Linked DNA regions of Sus scrofa: region 1 is linked to region 2. The links are chromatin contacts, called in public HiChIP or PLAC-seq maps. All regions are on one chromosome and are shown on one strand. The core of a region is the stretch at or near the end of the contact, and the rest is flanking DNA. Distances in the headings are between cores, read along the strand shown. Region 1 holds the start of GNG13 (guanine nucleotide-binding protein G(I)/G(S)/G(O) subunit gamma-13). Region 2 overlaps LMF1 (lipase maturation factor 1).

What was found. HiChIP or PLAC-seq counts read pairs in DNA pulled down with a chosen protein or histone mark.
Region 1: an H3K27ac HiChIP or PLAC-seq map of alveolar macrophages shows a contact between it and region 2. The contact joins two enhancer-like sites. A contact is called at or near these places in 1 of 47 Hi-C or Micro-C datasets (epiblast stem cells) and 1 of 2 datasets of contacts at active chromatin or transcription factors (alveolar macrophages).

What each region holds. Positions count from the first base shown.
Region 1 is chr3:40,991,996-40,998,792 of Sscrofa11.1, forward strand. It overlaps GNG13 (guanine nucleotide-binding protein G(I)/G(S)/G(O) subunit gamma-13), which reads left to right and starts at 5,568. Exons shown (of 3, transcript XM_005662239.3): 1 at 5,568-6,797. Within about 2 kb of position 1,271, at least 68 of the 83 cell types and tissues checked have an H3K27ac peak or open chromatin away from gene starts, as enhancers often do. A contact at or near this core is called in alveolar macrophages, where this site is marked.
Region 2 is chr3:40,854,305-40,860,889 of Sscrofa11.1, forward strand. It overlaps LMF1 (lipase maturation factor 1), which reads left to right. Exons shown (of 11, transcript XM_021086874.1): 2 at 3,739-4,045. Among named protein-coding and RNA genes, the nearest start is that of LMF1, 16 kb to the left of the region's middle. Within about 2 kb of position 4,872, at least 13 of the 83 cell types and tissues checked have an H3K27ac peak or open chromatin away from gene starts, as enhancers often do. A contact at or near this core is called in alveolar macrophages, where this site is marked.

The DNA.
Region 1 (6,797 bases), core at 21-2,520, 130 kb after region 2:
GAGAGGACATGGTGGGGGGACCGGAGGGGGGGACCGGAGGGGGAGGGACCTGAGAGAAACTGAGGGGGGAACTGAGGGATAACATAGGCAGAGGGACCTGAGGAGGGGACCTGAGAGGAGGAACAGAGGGGGGAAAAGGTGGGGGGACCTGAGAGAACTAGGGAGGGGGCCTGAGGGATGACACAGGCAGAGGGACGTGAGGGGGGACCTGAGAGGGAGAACCTGGGGGGGGGAACCTGAGGGGGGCACCTGAGAGGAGGGAACGGAGGGGGGACATGGTGGGGGAACCTGAGGAGAACTGAGGGGGGACCTGAGAGAGGAGGGAATGGAGGGGGGACATGGTGAGGGGACCTGAGAGAACTGGGGGGGGGGCGGCTGAGAGATGACACAGGTAGGGGGACCTGAAGGGGGGGACCTGAGAGGAGGGGACGGAGGGGGGACATGGCAGGGGAACCTGAGAAGGAGAACTGAGGGGGGGACCTGAGAGAGGACTTGGTGGGGGGACCGGAGGGGAGGGAACAGAGGGGGGACATGGTGGAGAGACCTGAGAGAACCTGGGGGGGGGGGGGACCTGAGGGATGACACAGGTAGAGGGACCGGAGAGGAGGGACCTGAGGAGGGACCCCCGAGGGGAGCCACAGACGGCGGACTGAGAAGGAGACGCGGGCTGGGCAGCGGCGGCTCGCCCGCTCCGTCGTCCGTCTCCAACGTGGCCCCTCTGGGCACGGAGCTCCGCGGCCGGTCACGCTCACCCATGGCAACGTCCGTCCCCCTGCGAAGCCACCGGCCATGACCTAACCGGGGCCACAGAAGCCGGGTCAAGGGAACCCCGAGAGCCGGAGGCGCCAGCAGCTGCCTCCACGCCACCGCCGCCCTGAGGCCGCTGCCGCCACCGCCCCGCGGGAACACGGCTTCGTCACGCGCGACGACGTACGGCAGGCCCCGCCCCTCGCGCCGGTGGGCGGGCCCTGGACTAGCCCCGCCCCTTTCCCCCATCCCTGACCCGGAAGGGCTGTCCCGAGGGGCGGGGAGCTTCGAGCTCCGCTGCGGCCGCGGCGGCGGTGGGGCGCGCAACTCTGGGCTGGGCTTCGCGGCCCGCTGTGCCCGTGACCCGGCCGGGTGCGGAGCCTGCCGGCAGGCCTTCCCCCGCAGAGCCGCAAAGAACTGTCTCCGTGATGCACACCCACGTTAATGCCATTAAGAGCCCCGGAAACCTTCGCTCGGCTCGAGTGCTCTAGACAAACGAGCCGTCCGCCTCCGTCCTAGGGCTCAGTGACGGCATTTGTTGCGTCGCGGTTTCCCGTCGAATCCCGGCCTTGCGAGGAACCTACCGACCCTGTTCTGCGGCCTGAGGTCGCGGCGGATGAGTTTGGGGGGACCGCCGGCCCCCTGCGCTGCCCGGTCCTCCCCGGGCCGGGTCCCCAGGACAGACTCGCTCTGGGCGAACCCGAGCAGCGAGCCTGGCGCACCTGGGAGCCCAGAGCGTGGGGAGGGCCCGGCGCGTGCCCGTCCCCGCCCCGCGAGCTCCTTGGTCCAGGGCGTGTTCCCGGGGACAGCCACAGGCCAGAGCTTGCCCCTCTCGGGGACTGCAGTTGGCTTGATCCTCTCCCGCGTCAGACGACAGACCTTCTCGCCGGGAGATTTAGTTCCAGGGGTGGAGAGTGTCTACATTCCTGTAGATCTGCCGTCTGCCTCTCAGACTGGGCAAAGGAGACTTCTGCACAGACCCCGTCAGGAAGTGGCAGGAGCAGCCCAGCTGAGGGACCCCGAACTGGACCTGGGCGTGTGACCGTGCACCGTCCCGGTGGAGACCCCGCCCCCTGGCTCAAGACAGGGGTCTTTTCTGAAAGACCTCGGGGATACTTTAGGTTCCCCATTCAATCACTTGGGCTGTGTGGTCACCAGAGCTTCTGATGAGATAAGCAGATGGCCAGGAATTCCAGGTGTTCCCGGCACTGGAGGGAAGAATTCACTTCAGTAAGGGACACTAAGCCTGCAGAAGAGGCTGGGACCTGGGGGAGAGCCCCAGAGCCCCAGGCCTCAGTTTCCTGCTCAGCCAATTGATCAGACTTACCCTGGGCAGCGAGCAGGCTGGCATCTTGCGTGCCTTGGGGCGAGGCCCCCACCTGACAGGGCGATGTCCCTCCAGGTGTCCCCCTCCGCTTCTGTGGAAAAGCTCTGGACATGGAAGCTCTTTCTAGAAGGTCTCTTTTGTCCTCCTCCATGTGGCAGGTATTGCTGGGGACCAGAAACACACCTGTCGGAGTTCCCATCGTGGTGCAGCTGAAACGAATCTGACTAGGAGCCATGAGGTTTCGGGTTCGATCCCTGGCCTCGCTCAGAGGGTGGGGGATCCAGCGTTGCCGTGAGCTGTGGTGTAGGTTGCAGACATGGCTCGTATCCCGCGTTACCATGGCTGTGGTGTAGGCTGGCAGCTGCAGCTCCAATTAGATCCCTAACCTGGGAACTTCCATATGCTGCATGTGTGGCCCTAAAAAGCAAAAAAAAAAAAAAAAAAAAAAAAAAAAAAACTTGTGGAAGCCCCAAGTCCCACCCCAACTTGGCTGCTGGCCCAAGGAGGTATCCTGGGTGGTGTGCTAGGCTGGTCTGCATTTGTTTCCTCTGGAAGGCAGCAGGGGTGAGCTGTTCCTGGAATTGGCCCACAGCAGGCTGTGCTCATGCTGGACCAGCCTGGCATCACTTCATCAGAGGCTGTCGGGTCAGCTGTGAGACAGTGCAAGGGGCCCTCTGCAGGCCCCCAGCCACACTTACATGGCCACATGCCACCACTGCCCCATGCTCAGGGAGGACCTGACAGTGCAGCTGCAAGTTGAGAGAGACAGCCCCCACGGTAACCTGATGTGTGCCTCTACCCTGCTCACCCAACTTTGTGGCACCTTTGGGGGTGCAGACCTGTGGACTCACCAGCAATGCGAGGAACGCCTGAGTGGCATCTGCCTCATCAGGAGGGGCCCCTTGTGACCTGTGGGCACTAGAGTGTTCTGTGCTTGGGCAGGTGCAGACCCTGGGCCCCAACTACATGGTGAGCTTGTCCTGTTCCTGAGCCCCAGGAGTCCTGAAATACAGACCACGTGTGTCTTCCCACGCCCCATGCTGGCTCTGCCAGCACCATGACAGGACTGGAGCAGGAGCAGGGATGAGATGGAGTCACCTATGGACCACAGAGCTGTCGCGTCCCTGAAACTTTGTGACTCAGAGGCCATGCTGACTAGAGTCCATGATTCCCTGGTGTCATTTGTTGTTTGTTTTCCACATGTGAGTATAAGAGCTTAAGTTACTTTCGAAAATCATTTTCAGGGAGTTCCCCTTGTGGCTCAGTGGAAACAAACCTGACTAGTATCCATGAGGATACAGGTTCGATCCCTGGTCTTGCTCAGCAGGTTAAGGATCCAGCGTTGCCATGAGCTGTGGTGTAGGCAGCAAACGTGGCTCAAATCCCACGTTGCTGTGGTGTAGGCTAGCGGCTATAGCTCCGATTCAGCCCCTAGCCTGTGAACCGCCACATGACACAGGTGTGGTCCTACAAAGACAATAAATAAATAAATAAAATCAACTATACTTTAAAAAAAAATCATTGCAAAATTTTCAAAATTTCAAAGATTATTCAAGAACTACCTTTTTTTTTTTTTTTTTGGCTTCTTAGGGCCGAACCCGCAGCATATGGAGGTTCCCAGGCTCAGGGTGGAATCGGAGCTACAGCCACCGGCCTACCCCACAGCCACAGCAACGCTGGATCCAAGCAGCGTCTGCAACCTACACCACAGCTCACGGCAATACCGGATTCTTAACCCACTGAGCGAGGCCAGGGAGCAAACCCACATCCTCCTGGATGCTAGTTGGCTTCATTAACCGCTCAGTCTCGAAGGGAACTGCAACAACTACCTGTTTTTTAAGAGCTCTGTTTAACTGGGGGAAATTAAAAACCTCTCTGGTATCTTCCAATGCCTGCATTTGCCTATGCCAGTTTTGTTTCCAGGGATAGGAAATAAGTTGGTATGCCCCCTGTGGCCACTGTCACTGTGCTTCAGGAGGGGGCTCAGTCTGTTGTAACCCCAAAGGTCCCATGTCCACCCTGGGATGGAGTGCTGGCAGGCTGGGCCCCTGCTGTCCCCCACCAGGCCTGGGTCCTGCAGTGTAGGCCATTTGTCTTTGAGTTTCCTCACCGGAGGCCAGGCCTGTGGCCCTGGAAGGACTATGTGTAGGATCTGTCCCACCAAGGTCTGAAGAGAAGCTGCAAAGGGGAGGTGGTCTCACACGGGCCTCGTCATACCTGCACATCAGGCTGGATCTGCCGGGGCTGTGTGCTCCCTTGCTGGGGCGCCATGCGTGGAGAGCCCCGGCCTCCAGAGGACCCTGAGGGAGAACTGGCAGCAGTGGGGGTGGCGCTGGGTCACCAGTACTCCCTGCACACTGAGAAGGGACTGGGTGAGAGGCTGGCCCTGGCCCCAGCCCCTGCCCAGCAAGGCCATGGGGCAGTGTGACATCCAGACAGCACCAGGCTGCAGGTGCCACCTGGTCAAGACATGCCCTCCTCCTGCACCCCCATCCTCCTCAGAGACCTGCCCCACACCTCTGATCCTTCCTGAGCCCTAAAAGCGGCACACGGGGTCCCCAGCTCAGGGTCTCCCTGCCCCTGACCCCAGCCCGCGCTGCTGCCCCAGTCAGGACTGCAGGTGTGCAGCCGGGAGCTGCCATTTCTAGGCCAGCAAGGAGCCTTGTTGGTTCTCACCAGTAGCCCAGTTAGTGGCACTAATTTCAGAAAGGCTGCTGGTCTCCCTGGACCTGCCCTGGGTGACTGCAAGGAGGTGACAGACGGAGCACAAGTCTCACTGCTTCTGGAGTGTCCTCCTTCCACTGCGAAGCCCTGGGCCTTTGCTCGTCCCAAACCCACCCGGACCCCTGGAGAGTCGGGGGTTCAAAGTCCACCCTCCCACGAAGGTAAGAAAGAGGGGTCAGCTGGGCCCCCGGACTCACCAAGGATGAGGGCTTCACAGGCTCCTGAGAGCAGCCTGTGTCATCTCGAGCGCCGCAGGGAGCCGTGGGCTCCGTCACAGGGGGCCGCCAGGGTCAGCACAGGGACCGCTCTGAGCACCAAGGGGCCATCGGGCAGTGGGTGTGACTGGCACTCCCAGGCGGAAAACAGCACCGCTGAGTCAGAGGCCAAGATGCTCTGCCGGCCACAGCTCCCACCCGGGCCCAGGGCCCACCTGTAGGTGGCGCCATGAGGACACAGGTGTGTTCAAGCATCACCACCAAGGCCTCTTAGGTTGCTTTCAGCTGTGGTCTCGATGGAGCTCTGCTCCACGATGAGGAAATCAAACGGTGCCCACAGGAGTTCCCGTCGTGGCTCAGGGGTTAATGAACCCGACTGGCATCCAGGAGGATGTGGGTTTGATCCCTGGCCTCGTTCAGCGGGTTAAGGATCCGGCATTGCCGTGAGCTGTGGGTGTAGGTAGCAGACGTGGCTCAGATCCCGCATTGCTGTGGCTGTGACATAGGCTGGCGGCTACAGCTCCAATGAGACCCTTAGACTGGGAACCTCCACATGTCGCGGATGCAGCCCTAAAAAGACAAAAAAACGAAAGAGCAGTGCCTGCAAAGCCAGCCCCAGAGCAGGCTATGGGGCTACAGCCTCCTGGGTCACACCAGGGCTTCTCCCAGGGGGGCTCTTGGGAGGGACAGTTGGCAAGGACTGGGTGCCCATTGTGCCCACACCCTCCAAGAGGAGGTGTAGCTGGGTGGCGCAGCCCACCTGGCCTGGGTTTTGCTCCAAACCTGAGCCAGTTCTGGGGGTTCTCACCCTGCCTTGAGCCCCCACCCCATGTGAGCAGGGATCGCAGCCACAGGAGAGCCCCAGGCAGCCCAAGTGACAGGATACAGCCAGTCCCAGGGTACCCGAGGGGCCAGGAAGCGGGGTAGAGTGAAGCCAGTGGCACTGCCAGCCATCTGCCCTGAGGAGGACACTGACACCCTTGGCTCTAAGCACCCCCTCCCCCCATAAATCCATAATAAAAATAATCCCTAGTTTTCGCCACATGCCCCAGTTCCAGAAGTACCGCCTGATCCATCGTCACGCTGCCGTGCAAGGGACCCGGGGAGGCACAGCTGACCTTGTTTTATGCAAGCACAACAGTGAGCCCAGGAGCCCGAGGGGGAGGGAACACACCAACAGGTCCTGCCTTCCACGTGGGAGCAGAGCCAGGGGCCTGGGCCAGGGGCCCTAGGAAGCTGTGGGGTCCAGCCTCCGCGGGGACTGGTTGGTGAGCTGGGCCCTGCCACCCTCTGCAGCTGCCCAGTCTGCCAGCCCCTGGCCTGGGAATCGGGGTCAGGGGCCAGAACAGGAAGCAGTTCCGTATAGGTCCAGGACCCCAGTCTGGACCTCAGTGTCACACCATGGGCAGGCCAGCTCCGGACCTGTCAGTGGACACTGCTGAGGCCCTGGAGGGCACAGCATCTTGACCCATCCCCGCCTCTCCCACCTGTCCAGGTGACTCCAGCCCATGAAGGGCATGGGGGGCTGGGGTATGACCTCAGAGCTGAGTCTTTGGTACTGAACCACGTGGCAGCCCAGGAGGCCACCCAGCCCAGCCGGAGGACACCTCACTGCCCAGGGCAGGAGCTGAACCTGCACTGTCCCCAGCCGCATCTCCTATCCCCAGAGGCCGGCAGAGCGTGCCTGGCAGAGCCAGATCCCAGGAGTCAGCCCAGCCCCGAGGAGGGAGGGCAGAGGCTGGGGGCGGCGCCAGGGCTTGGCCCAGGTGGCAGGAGTAGGCGGG
Region 2 (6,585 bases), core at 3,622-6,121:
GCAGCTACAGCAATGCCAGCTCTAACCCACTGTACCAGGCTGGGTATCGAACCCACGTCCCAGTGCTTCCAAGACACGGCTGACCCTTTTGGGCTGCAGTGGCAGCTCCTTCCTTTGGTTTCCTGCCTGCTGTCCTGATCGGGTGATTTCCATTAGTCTGTCTTCCAGGTCACGCATTCATTCCTCTTCTTTATTCATTTTGCTGTTCAGTGTGTTTAACTCAACTTTTGTCTCTGCAGACAGATTTTCTAATTTTATTGGCTCCTCCTTATAGATTCTAGTTCCTTTTTAAAGTGATCTGTGTTAGTGTTGGTATCCATTCTTTTTTTTTTTTTTCTTTCTTTCTAGGGCCATACCTGCGGCATATGGAGGTTCCCAGGCTAGGGGTTGAATTGGAGCTGCACCTGTCAGCCTTTGCCTCAGCAGCACGGGATCCATGCTGCGTCTGTGACCTATGCCGCAGCTGCAGCAATGCCAGATCCTTAACTCTGAGCAAGGCCAGGGATGGAACCTGCATCCTCTTGGATACTAGCCGGATGCATTACTGCCGAGTCACGACGGAAACTCCGTTGATTTCCATTGTGGATTTCTTCAGTATTTTCATTACCTCCTTTTTGAGCTCGGTGACTCTTAGCCCGAAGAGGTCTGTGTCATGTTTGCTCCTTCAGGGGAGTTCTCCTATTCTTTCAGCTGGAAGGGTTCCTGCGCTGCTTTGGTCATGCTGAACATACAGGCTCTCTCTCTGTCTGGCTGCCGTGCTTTTCTCCGAGGCTTCAAGGTTGCCCCCCGTCCCAGCCGATCTCCCCGTCAGCGAGGTGGCCTTTCCTCCTTCACTGCTCCCTCTCGGGAGTGCTGGTCCTGTCCTGATTCCTTTTTTGCTCTTCTCCCCCGCCTCTTTTTTTGGTTCCCTTTAGTTCTGTGCAGTATCTGGCGGGTTTCTTGTACTTTTGGAGGTCCGAGGTCTTTGGCCAGTGTTGGGTAGGTGTTCTGTGCAGATCCTTCTGCATGGGGACGGGTTTGGTAATGTGTTTGCGGGAGAAGATGAGTGCTGAGTCTCACTCCTCCACATCCTGATCCTGCCCCTTCACTTAGGTGATGTTAGACTAGGCACATTTTTGGTTGCTGTTGTGATGGGGGGGGTGCTGCCCTTGGTTTGTAGACGTGCCTGGGCCAGGGGTCGAATCTGCACCACAGCAGTGACCCAACCGCTGTGGTGACAAAGCCGGATCCTTAACCCAGAGTGCCACAGGAGAACTCCTATTGTAATTTTGTAAAATTCACATTGCGTTTGTGCAGTGCGGCTGTGTAGGCGCACGATTGACTTTCGTGCCTTGATCCAGTATTCTGTGACCTTCACCACTTTGTGTCAGTGCCACGAGGGCTTTCGTTGGTGGTGCTGATTCTTTGGGATGCGCTGTATCTGCCGTAATGACATCCGTTAATAGAGAGAGTTCTATCTCTTCCTTTCTAAACCAGTACCTTTTTTCTCATTCTTTCCTCACTGTGCTGGCGAGGATGCCCGTGCCGCCTGGGGTAGGAGCAGTGAGAGAGATGCTCTTGTTTTGTTCCAGATCTTTGGGGAAGAGCATCCAGTCACTCATCTTCGTTTACTTCTTTGTCTCTTTAGGGCCACGGCATATGGAGGTGCCAGGCCTAGGGTTCTAATCGGAGCCACAGCTGCCGGCCTACGCCACAGCCACACCAAATCTGAGCTGCGTCTGTAACCTACACCAGGGCTCACGGCAGTGCTGGATCCGTAACCCACTGAGCGAGGCCAGGGATCGAACCTGTGTCCTCATGGATGCGAGTCAGGTTCGTTTCCACCGAGCCGCAGCGGGAGCTCCCACTGATCTTTAGGTGTGATCTTGTCTTAGGTTTTTCATAGCTGCCTTGTGGACAGTGATGGCATTCCCTTCTCTTCCTCATTTGCTGAAAGTTTCTTTTTATGGTGAATGTATTCTTTAATGTCCTTTGTGTGTGTGTGTGTGTGTGTGTGTGTGTGTGTGTGTGTGTGTGTGTCTGTTGATACTATCTTATGCTTTTGTTAATTTAGTTTGTTAGTGTCATGAATTACATTTTTTTTGTGTGTGTGTGTGTTTTATTTTTAAGGCCACACCTGCAGCATATGGAGGTTCCCAGGCGAGGGGTTGAATCGGAGCTACAGCTGCCAGCCTACAGCTCAGCCACAGCAACGCCAGATCTGAGCCACATCTGCGACCTACACCACACCTCACAGCAATGCCAGACCCTTAACCACTGAGCGAGGCCAGGGGTCGAACCCACAACCTCATGGTCACCAGTTGGATTCGTTTCCACTGTGCCACAATGGGAACTCCTACATTGATTGTTTTTTTTTTTTTTTTTTGTCTTTTTTTTTTTTTTGCTGTTGTTGTTGTTGTTGCTATTTCTTGGGCCGCTCCTGCGGCATATGGAGGTTCCCAGGCTAGGGGTTGAATCGGAGCTGTAGCCACCGGCCTACGCCAGAGCCACAGCAACGTGGGATCCGAGCCGCATCTGCAACCTACACCACAGCTCACGGCAACGCCGGATCGTTAACCCACTGAGCAAGGGCAGGGACCGAACCCACAACCTCATGGTTCCTAGTCGGATTCGTTAACCACTGAGCCACGACGGGAACTCCTGATTGTTTTTTTTTTGAAGAATGATACAGCCTTGCATTTCTGAGATGAAACAGGTTGTGATGTATTATCTTTGTTTCTTCTGTTGTAAGTCTTGATAGCTTGTCTTTCAAGAAATTGGCGTATTTCATCTAAGTTGTGGAATTTCTGGTCTTAAGGAGACTTGTAGTCTTCCTGTACTATCTTTATGTCTGGGGTCCTTGGCCTGTTTCCTTCCCCATCCCTCATGCTGGCGTGTTCCCTTCTTTTCTCATCTGATCCAGCTAGAGTCCTGTCAATTATATGGCTCTTACTGAAGGACCAAGTTTTGGTTGTATTGATTTTCTAGGGTTTTTCCCCCTAGTTTTAAGTTTGATTGATTTCACCTTTTTTTAAAAGTTACTTTTCTGCTGCTTGTTTTGTATGTAACTTTTTTTTTGATTTCTGAAAGTATAAGTTTAGATTTGAGGCCTTTCTATTTTTCTAACATAAGTGTTTTATTGTTTTATTGTTCATTTTCTTTAAGCAAAGTTCTTTCTGGGGTAGTTAACCATTTTATGTAACGAGGCACATATTTTATATAAATCCTGTGGTGGGAGTTCCCATTGTGGCTCAGTGGTAATGAACCTGACTAGCATCCATAAGGAGGCAGGTTCATTCCCTGGCCTCCTTCAGTGGGTTAAGGATCTGGCGTTGGTGTGAGCTGTGGTGTAGGTGGCAGACGCAGGTCAGAACCCGTGTGGCTGTGGCTGTGGCGTAGGCCAGCTGCTGCAGCTCATATTCACTCCCTGAGAACTTCCATCTGCTGCCTGAGCAGCCCTAAAAAGCAAAAAACAAAAACAAAACCACGTGGTGTGTCTCTCGTGTCTGCGTGTGCCCTGTGGGAGGAGATGCAGCGCACGTAGGTTGGGCACGTGGTTCAGAGACTACGTGGTGACGTCTCAGGTTGGGTCCTCAAATACTGGGATTCTGTGAAGCACTCAGACCCCCGGAGGCCATGCTTTGGTTCCAAACCGTGGGCCACACTGCCTGGTCCCGCCCAGCCGAGCCCCATAGACCGGATGGGTGTCCGCAGAGGGCTTCTTGCCCTCACGTGCCTCTTGTCTCCTTTTCCTTCCAGTCGTGGCCTTCTTGGTGGCCTTCCAGCAGAACAAGCAGCTGATTGGCGACAGGGGGCTGCTGCCCTGCAGGGCCTACCTGAGGCGCGTGCAGCAGCACTTCCGAGGGCGCGCCTGGGACGCCGTCAGCTCCACCCCCACCGTCCTCTGGCTGCTGGACTGGACTCACATGGACTCCAACCTGGACGCCCTGGCGCTCCTCGGGCTGGGCATCTCCTCTTTCGTCTTGGTCTCCGGCTGTGCCAACATGGCCCTCATGGCTGCTCTCTGGCTCCTCTACATGTCCCTGGTCAACGTGGGGCAGATCTGGTAAGAGGGGTGGGTGCGGTAGGCCAAGGCCCTGGGAATGGCACCCCCACAGAGCGCCCTGAGACCTCTCGGCAGCAGGAGCCCCCGGGCAAGCTTCCTTCTCACCTTAGTTCAGACAGCGCCACCGTTTGCGTTAGACCACGGTAGACACGGCTGGCCCCCAGGAGCCTTCCTCCTTTGGGAGTCATCGGGATTCTGGGGGGTGCCATGGCCGCGCCTGAGATCACGGCACCAGCCTCCCAGAGCCAGCAGGCACCGTGGGATGGAGGTGCCGTCGCTGGGCGGGCTGCTGGGCGCACTCTGGTGGCGGGGCCTGGCTTGGACTCTTACAGCCCTGCGCCTGCCCCCAGCTGTCCCTTCCTTGGTGGAGAGGAGCTGCCTGCCATAGGGGGCACAGGGCAGGCCAGCCCCGCTGCAGCACCAAGAGATCAGAAGAGGGGGGCAGCTCCCCGGCAGGGGGGCATCCCGAGGGCATGCAGATGGGGGTGTCCGTGCAGCCAGCGGCTTGAGCCAGGCCCAGGTAACAGTCCAGGGGCTGTGAAGCCCGGACCAGGTTTGAACCCACAGCGGAGGAGGGGCCCCTGGTTCAGGTTCTGGGCTCCAGCCCTTGGGCAGAGTCACCTACCAGAGGAAGCACAGACGATGCTCTAAGAAAAGGCGAAGCCTCGACAAAAAGCTCTGGGGTCGGGTCCCTGTCCTGTAGGAAAGTAGGGTGTGGGAGAGGGTGGCGTCTCCCTGGACGTGGAAGGAGTCAGATTGGGGTGGTGCGCGTGTAGGCAGCGGAGGAGGCTGTGGTGTGTGAGGAGGAGCAGGAGGCGGAGGCGGAGGTGCTGTCCGTGTGAATGAGGAGGATGGGGAGGAGGGGGTGCTGTCCGTGGAGACGAGCAGGAAGTGGGGGGGGTGCAGGCAGGAAGTGTGGGGGAGTGCTGTCTGAGAAGACGAGCAGGAAGTGGGGGGGCGCTGTCCGTGGAGATGAGCAGGAAGTTGGGGGGTGCGAGCAGGAAGTGTGGGGGGGTGCTGTCTGAGAAGACGAGCAGGAAGTGGGGGGGGCGCTGTCCGTGGAGACCAGCAGGAAGTGGGGGGTGCGAGCAGGAAGTGGGGTGCTGTCCGAGAAGACGAGTAGGAAGTGAGGGGGTGCTGTCCGTGGAGACCAGCAGGAAGTGAGGGGGGGCGCTGTCCATAGAGAGGAGCGGGACGTGGGGGGGGCGCTGTCCGTGGAGACCAGCAGGAAGTGGGGGGGGTGCTGTCCGTGTAGACGAGCAGGAAGTGGGGCAGCTCTGGGCTCCTGCTTAGATGTTCACAGCTGGGGCCTCTGCCTCGGGGGCGGGGGGGGAGGTTCATCGGGAGGCCTGAAGCTCTGGGGTGCTGGACCACATCAGGGGCGCTGCCGAGGTTGTGGTCCACGACAGTGAGTGAGTTTTAACCCAGACGCCCGAGTCCTCAGTGCCACTTGTCGGTTTATCTTGTCCCAAGGTTGTCCCGTGTGCCAGGTACCGTCATGGGCCTCATCCTGTCTCCTGTGGTCTGGGCCCTGGTCCCTGAGCAAGTGCGAGTGACACCAGTGTCACAGCAGAAGACACCTGCCCACAGTGCAGTGTGCAGAGGAGGCCCAGTTCTCACCCCACCTGCCATCCGTGCTCCTGGGAGCCTGGTGTGGACGCGTTGTGTTGACCACAGCACCCTGGTCGTCAGGGGAGGAGTTTCGGCCGAGGCTCGGGGACTCAGCTGCCTGGCATGAGCCTGTGAATCAGAAGCAGCAGCCACGGGCGCCGCTCAGCTGCAGCGTCCCCAGTGGCTGGCGGCCAGGACGTGCTGACACCGGTGGTTCAGTTCCATACGGAAGGTGTGTCGGCTTCCAGGAGAAAGGCATTTACATCTGACTTACAGCCTTTGCTTCCTCAAGCCCAGGCGGCGCGGGTGGAAGCAGGGCTGGTGCCCACTCGGCGCCGGACCCTGGGGCCCATCAGGCAGCTGTGAGGTGAACGGAGCTCCTTCCCTCCCACCTGCTCCTCCCCACCTGCGTTCCTGGGGTGCTCTCACCTTGGCGTCTGGCCTTCTCGGTGGCCGCAGGCCATCGCTGCCCGCCTCCAGGCTCTCTGGTTAGTGGCTCCTTTTCCTTAGGACATGTGATTTGGTTTGGTTTGGTTTTGGCCGCAAGCGTGGCATGTGGAAGTTCCTGGGCCAGCGGTTGAACCCGTGCCACAGCAGTGACCTGAGCTGCTGCACTGACAATGCCTGACCCTCAGCCCTTGGGCCTCCAGGGAACTCAGGGACATGTGACTTCAGTGTGGGTCGGAGGAGAGAGCGCTCTAGGCTCCCTCATCTCATTCTAACAGCCGGGTGATGGAGGGACACACGGGGCGCTCTGCAGTGTCCTCGAGGCTGGCGTGCAGGACCACACGTGATGCCTGGGAAAACGGCACCACGGACGGGTTTACCTCACACACTGTTCCCTTCAGTCACGCCGTGCGTGAGCGGGTCAGAGCGGCATTTGAAAACAGGTCGACGTATGTGTGGCCAGTTGGAGCCTTGTACTTTTT